Regions from separate parts of the Mus musculus genome. Here region 2 is linked to region 1. The links are chromatin contacts, called in public promoter capture Hi-C maps. All regions are on one chromosome and are shown on one strand. Each heading gives the region's core, a stretch centred on a gene start, on an enhancer-like site or on the middle of the called end of the contact. The rest is flanking DNA. Distances are from core to core; before and after follow the strand shown. Region 1 holds the start of Skp2 (S-phase kinase-associated protein 2). Region 2 holds the start of Npr3 (natriuretic peptide receptor 3).

What was found. Promoter capture Hi-C pulls out the DNA fragments that hold promoters and counts their contacts.
Region 2: a promoter capture Hi-C map of hippocampal neurons shows a contact between it and region 1, with 5 times the contacts expected there. The contact joins the promoter of Npr3 here to the promoter of Skp2 in region 1. A contact is called at or near these places in 1 of 39 promoter capture datasets (hippocampal neurons) and 1 of 115 datasets of contacts at active chromatin or transcription factors (embryonic stem cells).

The regions. Positions count from the first base shown.
Region 1 is chr15:9,137,694-9,144,526 of GRCm38.p6, forward strand. Skp2 (S-phase kinase-associated protein 2) reads right to left here and starts at 2,761. Exons shown (of 10, transcript NM_013787.3): 1 at 2,491-2,761; 2 at 1,739-2,010. The coding sequence starts at 2,498. It overlaps Lmbrd2 (LMBR1 domain containing 2), which reads left to right and starts at 2,877. Exons shown (of 18, transcript NM_177178.3): 1 at 2,877-3,047.
Region 2 is chr15:11,901,369-11,908,201 of GRCm38.p6, forward strand. Npr3 (natriuretic peptide receptor 3) reads right to left here and starts at 4,306. Exons shown (of 8, transcript NM_008728.2): 1 at 3,518-4,306. The coding sequence starts at 4,271. It overlaps Gm5144 (predicted gene 5144), which reads left to right and starts at 5,157. Exons shown (of 2, transcript NR_131059.1): 1 at 5,157-5,620; 2 at 5,742-6,022.

The sequences.
Region 1 (6,833 bases), core at 1,511-4,010:
ATTCTCTCACTGCTCTACATAAATCTCTAGGGGTCTGCTGCCTATCCTCTACCCGATACAGTTCAGCCTCAGCTAACCAATGTGTCCCTTTGGAGGGGTCACCGAGCCGGGGCGCCAATGGTCCACTCTTTTAATCCCAGCACTTGAGGCAGGCAGATCTCTGAGCTGGAGGCCAGCCTGTCTGAGTTGGAGGCCAGTGAGTTACACTACAAACAAAGAAACCCTGTCTCAATGGACGACACTGAACGAGGGGAGAGGAGTGAGTGTTCCAATGAGGAAAGATCAGCCCCACCTGAGGCCGCACCTCTCCCTACTCTGTCCACTCTCACTCTGCTTTCCTGTTCTCCAGCATCTTATGTGGCTTCCCTTTACTTTAGGTTCCCTATGCCAAGGGACATTTTCACGCGTATTCCTGCATTCTCCCCTTGTCTTTGCTTAAAGGTCACAGCCCAAATAAGGATGTCAGCCAATAACCAGTTTGCAATCTATCTTCAGATTCCAAGACTTCCTCCATTCTGCCTCAGTTTGACCCCCTCTTTGTTTTTAGCCACGTTGGCCTAACATGTTACAGAAAGTACCATATCCATTGGACTTCCAGCATTTCCTCACTAGAATGGAAGTTCTAGGATTTGTCTGTTTTGTTCACTGCTATTATCTGGAGCCACTATACTGTGGAGGACAGTGTGCTCTCAAAAACACTTCCTGAATCACTCTTTTGAGACAGGGTTTCTCTGTGTAGCCCTGGCTGTCCTGGAACTCACTCTGTAGACCAGGCTGGCCTCAGAAATCCGCCTGCCTCTGCCTCCTAAATCCTGGGATTAAAGGCGTGTGCTACCACTGCCCGACCCTGAATCACTTTTTTAAATGACTAGGGGGTGGGGGTGGGGAAACCTTGACAAGCCTCAGGTCAACACACTATATTTACTCTAAGGCTGCCAGTCCTTGAGTCTGGATCTGCCCTGGAGGCGCTTTATTTAAAAATGTTTGGGGAATCAAGGAGTGGGAGTCACTAGTGAGAGAAGAATTTCAGGTAAATTCTGATCTCATCAATCCACCCTGCCTCCTGGAGACAGAGCTGAGAAGAAAGCTGACAATATAAATCTATTACAATAATCCAGGAAGAGATGATGAAAGCTTGAAACAGCTGCCACACAAGAGTGAAAGACACAGTGACTAGCTGGGTAGTGGGGGCAGTGGGGATGAGACCACATTTCAGGGTTCTATGACTGTAGATGCAATGTCACAGTAAGGGAAACACCACACCCCCAAGGGCCTGCTTGCAAGCGGAGCAATCTAAGTCTCTTCTACTTAGTAACATTTACCTTCCTAATGTGCCTACCAATAATCTAAGTCATTACCATACAAAGCTTGCTCAGATACAAAGAAGTATATAGAGACAAAAGGGGACCCTCTAAGATCCCTGCTTCTGTTCCCATATGTCAGTGTACTGAGCTGGACTTTGAGCAGGAAGATTCCTTTCTAAGGAAAAGGGCAGGAAAAAAGCTTCAAGTCAATTGTTGACCACAAGATAAAGACCAACCAAGATTCCTGAAGACTTAATGACTGGAATCCATTTCACTGCCACACTTCCAAACTAGGCAATTTTAGGCACCAAAACTAGGCAATTTTAGGCACCGATCCAAAAAGATTCCCCAAGGAAATAATTCAATCGAATTTAGTTAAAACAAAATAGTTCAACCCATTACAATACAGTTTGGATCTTAGTGTTGTGCATTACCTGGAAAGTTCTCCCGACTAAGCTTCGGCCGACGGATGATCACAAAGTCTTTGTCACTCCCTTTGCCCTTGACTCGTTTCCTTGGAGGGCTCTGGGGGTGGCCGAGGTTTGAGAGCAGTCCATGTGGGATGTTCTCACTGTCCACCTCCTCCTTCTCCAAGGCCGAGACACCCATGCCTGATAGCAGTTCAGAAGTCTTGCTGGAATCCCATCCCCACGTGAAGCTGGTGGTGACGTTGCCACTCTGGTCCGGAATCTCCTGAAGGTGCTTCCTGCAGAAGGGCAGACATTCTCTATTCCTTTTGAAAATACACCCCTAAATAATTCCAAGGTAGGCATGAAAGAAGAGTAAAGAATGGAGTGGAGAAAAGTCCCAGCAAGTGACAGTACTGCATTTTTTAAACGTGCCTACAAGCGAGAGAAATACAAGAATGAAAGAGAAAAATCGGGAACATATATACTTTGAAAGGCTTTGGGATTTATGGTCACGCAGAAGGCCTCAATAATTTCTTCCCGTGGAGGGAAAAAGAGGGACGGCACTGATACCATGACTCAAAGTAGAGGAAGGAAAACTTAATTAGGAAGCCAAATTAAACTCCACATTGATATTCGCACTAAAGCATTCATCCATCCTTTTTCTCTAAGCAAACATTCACATAACCAGATTATTTGAACAAGAAGCAACATTCGCGGCCTAAAAGAATTCAAACGGTTCATTCATGTTTTGTCCGGTTTTTTTGCAATCGGTTTACCTATGCATGGTGTCCACTGATTCAGGAGTTTTGAATGCTTGAATTAATTGAAGCGCTGCCTGCCTTCCAGACTCCTGTTTTAGCGCTCGGCTTAGAGTGATCCCCGGGGCCCCAGCAGTTGGACCCGCGAACTAGCAACGTTCCATCACCACCGCGCGCGCGGAGTTCTGCATCCCGCTCTCCAGCAGCCGCCTTCTGACGCCCCGTTGCCTGCTGGGAATTGTAGTTCCGAGCCTAGCTCGTAGTCCTGCCTGGGTTCTTCCACTCTGATTTCGGACCAACCCTCCAGATACCCACAACTCCCTGCGGCGCCGGGCGGGATTGAAGGAGGAGGAGGAGGAGGAGGAGGACAGGCAGGCGGAAGTGGGTGGAGCTCCGGCTGGCTGGGAAATGTCAGCCGATTGACTGGGAGCAGGTTTTCCTTTTCCCGGAGCTCACGGGCCTTCGGGTGATCACCGCCACGGTCGCCCGGGACTGAAGGATCCGTGACCCCGGCAGGCTGCGGCGGACGCGAAGCTTCTGAGTCCCTTCCAGACGCTGTCTGGCGAGGTCCGACGGTGAGCGTGAGGGGGGCGGGGACGCGTGAGGTGCGTCAGGGTCTGGGGTCCCGGCCCAGTCCCTGGCGGACATAGACTTGGGGGGAGTTCCAGATGGTGAGTGGCCGCCGCCGCCAGGCCCATCTCCGGGGTCTCGATGGCCCGCCAGGTGAGAGGCTGCGGGTGGCACTCCTGCCATTCGCCTTCCTCCACCTGGCAGTGGGCGGCCCTTAGGACTGGGTCTGTGGACGCGATCCTTTCCTCACTTGTAAACTAGGCTCGAGGACGCGGCACACCTCATGGGCTGGCACTGAAGATCAAATCAGCGTGCGAGGGGAAGCCTTTTTCGAGCTAAAGCGCAGCTCCAAGAGGAGCGATGGTTTATTTTTAAGGCGGCAGGAGCCAGCAGTGGTTCCCGCGTGCATCCTCTTGGATCCTTGATGAGTCTCCCAAATACCAAAGGGAAAAAGGGAGGCTCCGCTTGCAAGGAGAGACCACCCTGAAAGCTGTTTAGGTGCCTCTGACTCAATCCACAGCCTGTCCTAGAATCTCTCTGCCTAGAAACTATGCTAATTTAGCCTCTGAAGAGGTCGGGGGCGATTAGATTAGAATGACCATGCAAAATTCAGGTGTGCAAACTGTGCAACAGGGGAGAGGGTAGGGGGATGCATTTCTAGTCCAGTAAAAATGAAGATTTATAGAGTTGAGAAAAAAGCAGGCCACCTTCATCAAAAACATTAGAATATTGGTTTAGTATGTTAGATTGCATACACTTGTGTTTCTTTGTGGAGAGAGCAAGATTCGTTTTATAGTGGAATTAAATCCTTCATGCTCAGTTTTGTCTTTGTTTCTAGCATAATCTTTGCATCAGTTACTTCTTGAGAGGAAGAGATTCATGAACTTTTAGTTCCTGTGAGTGAGATTGGTGTAAAAAAAAAAGACCTTTTTGCAAATTGGTTTTACTTGAAAAGAAAGACTAGGAGAATAAGTATGTAGTCACAGTTTTGTTATGGAAAGTATCTAAAGTGAGACCTTCTGAAATAGTGTATAAAGTTATCTTTTGTTACTTTGAAAAACTCATTTGCCTTCTCTTGAACTTTGTCCTTTCTGTTAGGATGTAACTCGTTCAAGAGTAAATTCTAGTAAATATAAAACAGCCCTGAATTCAGCTAAGAGTTAGCAGAGACCTTAGGATATTTAAATTAGTGGGCACAAGGTTCTCTCTAGGAAAGGAAAGCCTATCAACTTTGAAATTAGGAGCCTCCTGATTTGCCTTGATAATGAAACCGGTGTTCTTTTGCATTTCTTTAATCACAGCTATTTCCATAATATACTGAAAAGGTTTGTATTGATACACACACGATTCTTTTTATTTTTTTTTTCCTTTGGTTTTTCGAGACAGGGTTTCTCTGTGTAGCCCTGGCTGACCTGGAACTCACTCTGTAGACCAAGCTGGCCTCGAACTCAGAAATCCACCTGCCTCTGCCTCCCAAGTGCTGGGATTAAAGGTGTGTGCCACCACTGCCCGTTACGATTCTTTTTGATAGAGGAATTGTGTCCATTGAAGATGTGAGGTTATTAGCTACATAGAAACTCACCATAGAGACTTTAAGAGACTGATCTCTTAAACACTACATTGTGATTGCTGCTAATGTAAAATATTTTATTTCCTGATTAATCTTATTTAATCTTACTTAACACATTGTATTTTATTTTAATAAGTCTTTTAAAACATAGTTTTAGCATTAGAATGAATGTGAGTCCAGGATAACAAAATCATTTTCGATAACTGAAAGTATCATTAGGTTGAATAATGTCTAATGTTCTCTGGAAGCCTCAGCTAGAACACTGACATAAATGGAGAAAGGCAATAGCAGTGCCATTTACACAGCTAAAACCATGTCGTAGTTACAGGCAGTCACTGTCTGTAGGGCCCCGGAGAGTCTAGAAAGGACTGCCCATCACAACTGACATATATGCTGTATGTGTGTCCATCACAACTGACATATATGCTGTATGTGGGTCCATCACAACTGACATATATGCTGTATGTGTGCCCATCACAACTGACATATATGCTGTATGTGTGTCCATCACAACTGACATATATGCTGTATGTGTGTCCATCACAACTGACATATATGCTATATGTGTACAACTGTTGGTCCCATTTTTGAAAATCAAATACAACCAGAGAAATACAATGAAGCCTAAAGGCACCATTGTGACATAGAGAGACTAAGAGATTCCTTTTGCTCCTTCTGTTATTTAGGTTAGAGGAACAAAATGCAAGAGACAGTTTTAGCAAGCATGTTTCCAGTTGCCTGTCAAATTCCATAACTATCTCCTTTTCTTCCTCAGTTTGATTGTTATCTTCATTTTCTTTGATTTAATGATCTGTATTGGCAGATTAGATCAATAACAAAAATATTCTTATTTCTTCTAGCTTACTTTGTAGTTCTTTCATAAAAATTAGAAAAGAAAAACTACTGTAATTTAAATGAAATAATTACCCACAAAGGAAAAAGTTAAATTCCCTATTAAACATGACTTTTTGAGTATTGAGTCTTGAGTAATCTTGAAGACTAGTAGAATATTTTTAAATTATTCTTTATGAAAATGGAACCATAGAAATTATTTAAAACAAATTGTATTTTAAATGGATGTCTGGATTGGAGAGGAGACATGAAATTGAAATCTATTCTCTGTGGTCAGGATACCTTACTTCGTTTTGCACATACTGGTGTGAGAACTTGGGTAAATAACATATCCGCTCTGCCATCTACTCCTTATTAAGCAAAAATTCTAACAATCTTTTCTCATTAGTTTGTAGGAACTAACTAAAAAAACAATGTACAGTGTAATATAATAAACATACATTAAATCTTCAAGTTCCTTTGTAAAAACAATACTTTGTGAGAAAGGAATCTCTAGATGCCAAAGTAATTGGTATTGGAATTCTTACAGTTCCTACAACTGAAATCCTCAAGGGTTTGTTGAGAGTTTAGAGTTCTCCTTACCCACTGACCTGGTTGTCAACTTCAGCTCTCAAGCCTTGCCAAAGATGAATCATCTGCTCCTGCCTCTTGTCACACTTAGGAATCCTAGTCACCTGGTTTGTCAGTTTCAAAACATAGGCTCTTGAGTTATCTAACTTTTATTATGTCACCTAGATGAGTTAAAATACTTATTTACATTAATACTGCAACTGGGGTGTGGCTCAATAGTAGACAGTTTGTATTTAGGCATCTGAAGGCCCTGAATAAAAGAAAAAAATTAATATCAATTCTGGTGAATCTTTAGGTCTTGATGGCCAAATTTCTTATTGATTTCAGAATTTGGGGATTTGACAGATTTTTGTCAGTTTTTTTGTTTGTTTGTATTCTCATCAGTTGCTTCTGTGTCTTGCTCTTTTTCTCATTCTTTTGCTTAAGTTCCTTCTCTCTCCTGTCCTCTCTGTTTTTGAACATTTGAAATTCCTCAAATTCCGAAATTATCTTAACCTTAAATTTTTTTTCACATTGAGCATGTAGAACTTTTAACAGCCACAACATACATAGAAGACAGTACTCCTGAACCATTAATTTTAGCAAGATGGTTATAAAAGGCATTTGAAAATAATAGCAAATAGAAAAAGGTGGCATTGGATTTTAAATATTTAAGGCTTTTGTACCTGATGTTTTAAAGGGTTCACTCTGACTACTTGTACATTAAAGTTTGATCAGTTAAGTCAGTTGGTATTTGATTTTAAGTAAAATCAACTTTACTTCTATGGTATTAATGCCAACCCATGAAAACTAAGATGCT
Region 2 (6,833 bases), core at 3,056-5,555, 2.8 Mb after region 1:
TTCTATAGCCCTGGTTGGTCTTGAACTCACAAGTCTTTCATGTCAGCTTCCTGGATGCTGGGATTCCAAGCATGTGCCACCACGCCCATCTAAGATCATATGTATGTATGTATGCATATATGCATGCATGTATGTATGTATGTATGTATGTAGGTATGTCTGCCACAGGTGTCTATTTCCTAAAGTATTTGTAGAACCCCTTTAGTACATGAGATAGACCAATCCTGAATGTAAAAGGTTACCATAGCTTCGCTACCTGCCTAAGGAGTCATCTTCTCTAGTTTTATGTGGGATTTCTGGGGAAAAAATAATATTTCTCTTACAACTCAAAGGTTTATCTGTAATTAAAAACAGAAATTGATGTTAAAAAGACTTAAATATTCAAAAAGCACTTTCCAGTATTCTCTGCCCACCCCATGTATATAAAAATTGGTCACCATCTTATAATAACCAGGATGCACAGCCAAGCCATCCCTTGTGAAATCTCATCTACTGCTCCCTAGTTCTCAAGGCTGCCTGATGCTGGCTGGCTGGCTCTTGGGAAACTCTCTATTGCCCTCATGCCGGGTAGTTGAAATTTGACTCTGTGTTATCATCTTAGCTGCTAATATAAATGCATGCTGTGAGATCAATGTTATTAAATCACACATACTCAGGTGTATCTTTTGATTATATTAGACTTTTTAAGTTTTTCAATTGACTTAGCTGACAAGCCCCCTAGGAGATAAGAATAATTTGGGGGAGGACTTGGGGAAGTGTTTGTTCAGTTTTTCTTTCTAAAGGGCATTATGTAACCAAAAGAAAACGTAATCACATTATTGGGAAGGCCACAGGTCACACTTTACCAGTGAAGATATTCAGATATCCTTAATTTGATTTTAAAGTTGAAATGTTCTTTCCAAACATATTTGGGGGGTGGGAGGGACTCTCTAAAGCACGCCCTGGCTCATAAAGGTAGAAGATGCTCTGTGACAGAAACGCTTTCAGATACATCCCTATTGGGAGAATCAAATGTAAAATCTCCACATCAGAATAGCAGTTGGAAGAGGCCTGATTCTCATCGAGCTCCTTGTTCCACGTTCAGTGCCTTGCAAGGCAGAAAGGCTGAGTCCAGAGGTGTGGTCTTCTCTGCCTAAAGCTCTTCCCAGGACATGGCTTCCCCTTCTGGGTGAAGGTGATTATTATCGAATATAGCACAACGCCCGCTACAATGAACCCACACATTTACTGTGTGGGTCTGGCGCTGTTTCAAAGAATTCTGGTCACTTAGTTCATTAAACCCTTCCAGCATCCCCAAGATGTGGCTGTGCAGGAAGCCCACTTTACCTGAAGAAGATGGGGTACAGTTTAACAGCCCCGGATCCTGACAGCTAGCAAGTGGCTGAGCCACAAACTCCCCTGAAACCATATACTAAACCCCCACTACTTAATGCGTTGAGCAGCCACGATGAGGTGGAGACTCAGCGCCCTGAGATCTCCCAACTTTCTCTACAAAGAGTAAGAAATTGAAAGAAGGGCAGCCTGGAATTTTTTATTTATATTTCAGAAAATTCGCCTTATTGTTGCTGACACAGATTTTAGAGAAAGAATCATAAGATCATAATAATTTCACCTATAAAATACACACACACCAGACTAACAAGCTTGCACTGCTAAATTGAACGAGAAATGAGCGCTAGGAGATCTAAAATAAGCCTGACTATTTAAAAATAAAGAACGCAGGCTGTAGTCCTTTTAAACCGAAACACACCTGCCCCAACCCCACCCCAACCCCCAGCCCACTCTCACAGTGTGGCCCTCCCCCATCACGGTTCTAAGAGCACTGTGCGGCTCAAGGGCCCAACAGCGGAACTGACAGATCTGCCAGGCCTCTCACCCTAGGCCACTGTACCAAGGTCACCGCCTTTCTAGGTTCAGCAAGGCAATGACCAGAATTTGCAAAGCTCGGATGGATCTAGCCAGGCGTGAGGACACGCCCCCATTCCCAGCCTGCCCTGGGAAGTCTCCAGCTTTTAGTTAAGGCTCTGGAAGCCCAGAACTGAAGAAGTAACAGTACCCAGGACCGCGAGAGGCTGCAGTAGCCGGAGGACTGGGAGTGGGGGGAGAAAGTAGATGTGGGTTTCTCGCCCAACAGGGGCAAATCTGCCACCATAGGACAGAACTTTCCTTTTACATAACCAACGCCCTGCCTGCGCACCTAACAGTGATTCTGCGCAGACAGCCTGGAGTTCTTAGGTCGAAACTTGTCCTGTCTGCACTGTCTACAACACCTTGAAGTTAGAGTAGAGAGCGGGGAGGGGCAGTTGTGGCCCCACTCTTGAAGCTTTTTCTGCCCACCTCACCTGTTCTGAGCCTGCAAGCTTAGTGTTCCGCTGTCCCGCCACAGCCAGGCCCAGGTCCCCAGCATTCGTGCGACCAACACTGGGCAAACTAGGTGCCTGGCTTAGCTCGGCCCCTCCTAGGTCTCACCAGGATAGCACCTCCGAACGAACATCGGAAGCTTTGCGGTGTGGGGTCATAGGGGGAGGGTAATACCGCGGACATTCTGGGCGCCTGCGCACCAAGGGGAAACAAAGGCGAGATTTCTCCAATGTGTGAGCCCCAACCGGGACGTCCGGACTCATGCCCTATGCTGGGATTCGGCTCCTTCCTCTATCTACACGACAGAAACCTGGGCAGCTGCGGAGAATTCCCACGCTCCCCGTAGCCATGATCCCATTCCCCAGTACCAAATTCTCTGTCTAGTTTGGCTACTGTTCCAAACCCTCAGCGACTTGCGGAGAAAGGGCCGGGCAGGGGACCCGTGGGAAGGAAGCTCGGCGCACGATCCTCCGGCGCGCTCCGCCCAAGCCCAGCTCTGCGCGCGCTTTCAGAGGCTTCGAAGCCCAAAGCTCCCGGGGGAAGTGAGAGTCGCCTGAATTCAGACACGGCGACGCACTTCTGGTGCTTGTATCGAAGCTTGTAAGACACTAGAAAGGGCATGGAAGGAATCTAAAAGGAAGGCTTTAAAAAGAGACCTAGGGTCAGTGGAAAGAGCAGCCAGGGGAGCCAGGAGATGCGTCCCAACCCCCAGCTAGTCAAGAAGCTGCGAGACTGCTGGGGCGTCCCCAGACGCTGTGGCCCTGCCAGGGGGCGCGCGACTGCAATGGACAGAGTAGGGAATTCCTGGAACTCACGGGACTCCGGAGCTGTCGAAGAGGGGGAAAACCCTTGGTGTTTAGCCACACCTGTCATACCTGGGATGGCGCTAGCAAGCGGCTCAGACGTTCCCTCGACTGGCCAGATCCACCTCCCCGAGACTGTGTAGGCACACCCCTTCCACCGCGATGGGCTATCCTCCACCCGTCCCTGGATCAGGCAGCTCACACTTGGACAAGCCCCCGCGCGACCTCCACGGGTCCTTGGGTTACGGGGAAGGGTGGGGTCTGCAGAAGATTGACTTGGTGGGGTTTGGGGGAGAGCCACTGAGAACCGCTGAGTCAGAGCCAAGGACCCCCCTGGTCCCGCTCCCGCTCACCTCGCTCGCTGCCTTGGATGTAGCGCACTATGTCGTCCAGGTCCAAGTCTTTGGTCTCGTCGAAATTGTAGGCAGACGTGTGCAACCCCTCCTCCTGAAAAACCTCGTGGACCCCCTCGAGGGTGAAATAACAGTTCCTCTCGAGTTTGTCGTCGCTGTAGACCAGGGCTGCACGGCTCCAGTGGTGGTGGCGAAACAGAGCGAGCATCATCTCTCCCATCTTGGCGTAGGCAGGCGCCACGCGCGTGAGGTGCGAGTATTCCGTGTCCTTGTGCTGGAAACCGGCGGCCAGCGCTCCTGCGGACAGCATCGGCAGGTCCCAGTGAGACGCCAGCCGAGCCACCGGCGCCGCCGCGTACTCGCACACGGGCCCCAGGATGAGATCCGGCTTGGCGCCGCGCGCCGCCGCCACGCGGTCCACAAGACTGAAGAGCGCGCGGTTGCCGCAGTCCGAGTCTTCGTAGGCCACCTGGAAGCGAGTGCCTGGCGGCAGCAGCTTCCTCCCGGTGCCATTGCCCTCCACGCTACGCAGCGCGTACTCGATGGCCGGCCTCACCCGGGCCAGCGAGAACAAGTACGAATCGTCCCGGGGCAATAGAACAAGCACCTCGATCTTTTGAGCCGCCAGCGCCTCTCTCGCCCGGCGCCTGCTGCCTGGCCGGGTGTCCCCGGCGCCGCTGCTCGCGCCGCCAGCCAGCAGCACCCGGGCCAGCAGCACGCACGCCGAGAAAGTGAACAGCAGCAAGGACCGCATCGTGTTGCCAGCAAGCGCTCGCCCTGGCCGCCGGCTCGCCCTCTGCCCCCCACCCACCCTGCCCTTTTCCTCCCAGCTCTTTTCTTTCCTCTGTCCCTGCGCCCCCTTGGGCGCTCCAAGAAAACAGAATACCCCCTTCAGTAACTCGCCAAAAGATAGGAAGATTCCTCTACAATGTCCCTAGGTTTAAAAAATAAAAAAAAAAATTTTAAAGCAAAGAAAGAAAGAAAAAAGTTCACAGAATGTAAACCTGTGCGTCTGTAATATACATATAGACTTATTATCAATATATATATTCTCCCTCCCTTTGCACATAGGCTATTTGGCTTAGAGGTGGCTTCTTATTTGGGCGTTGCTAAGGTTGCGTTTGAAGGCCTTATTTGTAAAAGAAAAAAAAAAGTTAAACTTGTCCAAGTGCTTGTAATTGACGGTGCACCTCCTTCGCGTTTGATCCCATTGATTCGCGCGGCTTTCTGGATCCATAGCCGGGGTTTAAATAGCGTGGCAGCGGCGCAGCGCGTTACCACACATGGCGCGCCGAGGCCGGGCTTGTCTCTGCAACGGGTGGGGTGGGTGGGGGTGGGGCGGGGTGGGGGCTGGGCTGGGGGAGCCTCTCATTAACATTCTTACATCAGGGCTCCTCCCCGCACCCCTGGCCTACTCGCGGTTGCCGGGTCCCTAAGCCCCACTAGTTGCCGGTGCTCAGATTTGGCCCAAAGCCGCAACCGCCCACGTCTACACCCGCGGGAGACCTCGCGGCACAGCGTTACTCTAAGGTCCCCGCCTCTCCCTGGCTCCGCTTTCTCCAACCCCAGGATTAAAAAAAAAAAAAAAAAAAAAAGTGTATATATGTTTGAAAGAAATGAGTGCGCGCACATACACAAAGCACACACTCATACACACACACTGCAAAAACGAAGGGGAAATGTTTCTCCAAATTGGTGGCTTCCTTGCAAAACTCCATAGACTCTCACCTCTTTTCTTGATCTGGCCACGTTCTGTCTGGGTGCGCCCAGTCCTGTCCCGCACCTGACCTTTCTGGTCCCTGGAGCAAGGTCGGGGAACAAGGAACAAGGTCCTGGTGCAGGAAAATTCATTTGCAGAGCTGGTAAGCCCATCTGGCCTGCACGGTGTCGCACCGCTCCTTCCCCCACCCGGCGTGGGTGCCCTCCTCCCTCTGGGCTGCTGGGACACGCTAGAATCACAGTGGGCGCAGCGTCACCGTGTCCCAGTGCGCAGCCCCTCCGCGGGGTCACTGAGACCAGAAAAGCGAAACTTGTTGCTTCCGATGTTGGATAAATGATTCCGCTCCAGGAAGTGTCGCGGAGCTTGAAAAGCATCACCCTAAGGTACTATTTGCTAAACCAGGCAACTAAAAGGGACTCCCGCTTCCCGGCCCCCCAGATCTTCCCCCAGAGAATCTTTAAGTACCTAAAAAGCAGTCTGCCAACCCCAGCGCTTCTGTTCCAGGATGCCCGATAGTCTAGGATGCCCAGAAAGGTCCTGCCCGGTAGACCCAGTCTTTCCACTGGTCACAGCTACCACAGCGATGCAGACGGAGTGGAAAGGATTGTGGAGAAGTCTCAGACCAGAGAGGCGCGTCTCTGAACCGAGCAGCTGCGCAGGTCCAGAGGGCCCTGCACCCTCTTTTCGTGGTCACGCAGCAAAGACATTTACGGCGAGAACAGGCTGTATTACACAAGGTAGTTCTGACACCAAAGTCTTGCAAATTAAAGTTAATTTAAAATGTTTCTAAATGTTCTTTCATTTGGCTGGGCGTCAGTGTGTGCTCCAATCTTAACTTAAACTTACGCCCTCTTTCGGCAGGATCTTGAACGCGATTCTTCACCCGCTGCCCCAGGCTGCTGCTGTTAAGTCATAGTTATTTCTTCTTCTTTTCTTCTTCTTCTTCTTCTTCTTCTTCTTCTTCTTCTTCTTCTTCTTCTTCTTCTTCTTCTTCTTCTTCTTCTTCTTCTTCTTCTTCTTCTTCTTCTTTTTCTTTCTTCTCTTCTCTTCTCCTTCTCCTCCTTCCTTTTCTCCTTCTCCTTCTCCTTCTCCTTCTCCTTCTCTTCTTTTTTTTTAATAGTTACGAGCCCCCTAAAATGTCCTTGCTCTCATTTGTGACTATGAAGTGATAAATCGAGGTGTTCGAGGACATGGCAAATCCAGGCATCAGTGACTAACAGCCCTCTCTCCATCACCCTCTCTAGCAGTGGAAAAAAAAAAAAAAAAAAACTGCAATCGAAGGTAACTTCATACCGGGTGCCGGTTAGATTTCAGTTGGACAGTGATCCCTAAGCCTTCGCTGTAAGTAGGGGCTTCTAAATCCTAGGTGAGCTTTTGTTTATTTAATTAGAACTGCTAACCAGTTCTAAGAGAGGTGGATATATAAATTTGAATTCTGAAGAGTTATCCACGTACGTTGGAAACTGACATTTAGCACTTCGCAGCAATTAAATCCTTCCTGAACACTTGGGAGAGCAAACATTTGTTTATAGAGTCATCGTTATTTAAGAAAAAAATAAACAGCTAAATCCTGGATTCCGAGGGTCTTAGTGGATT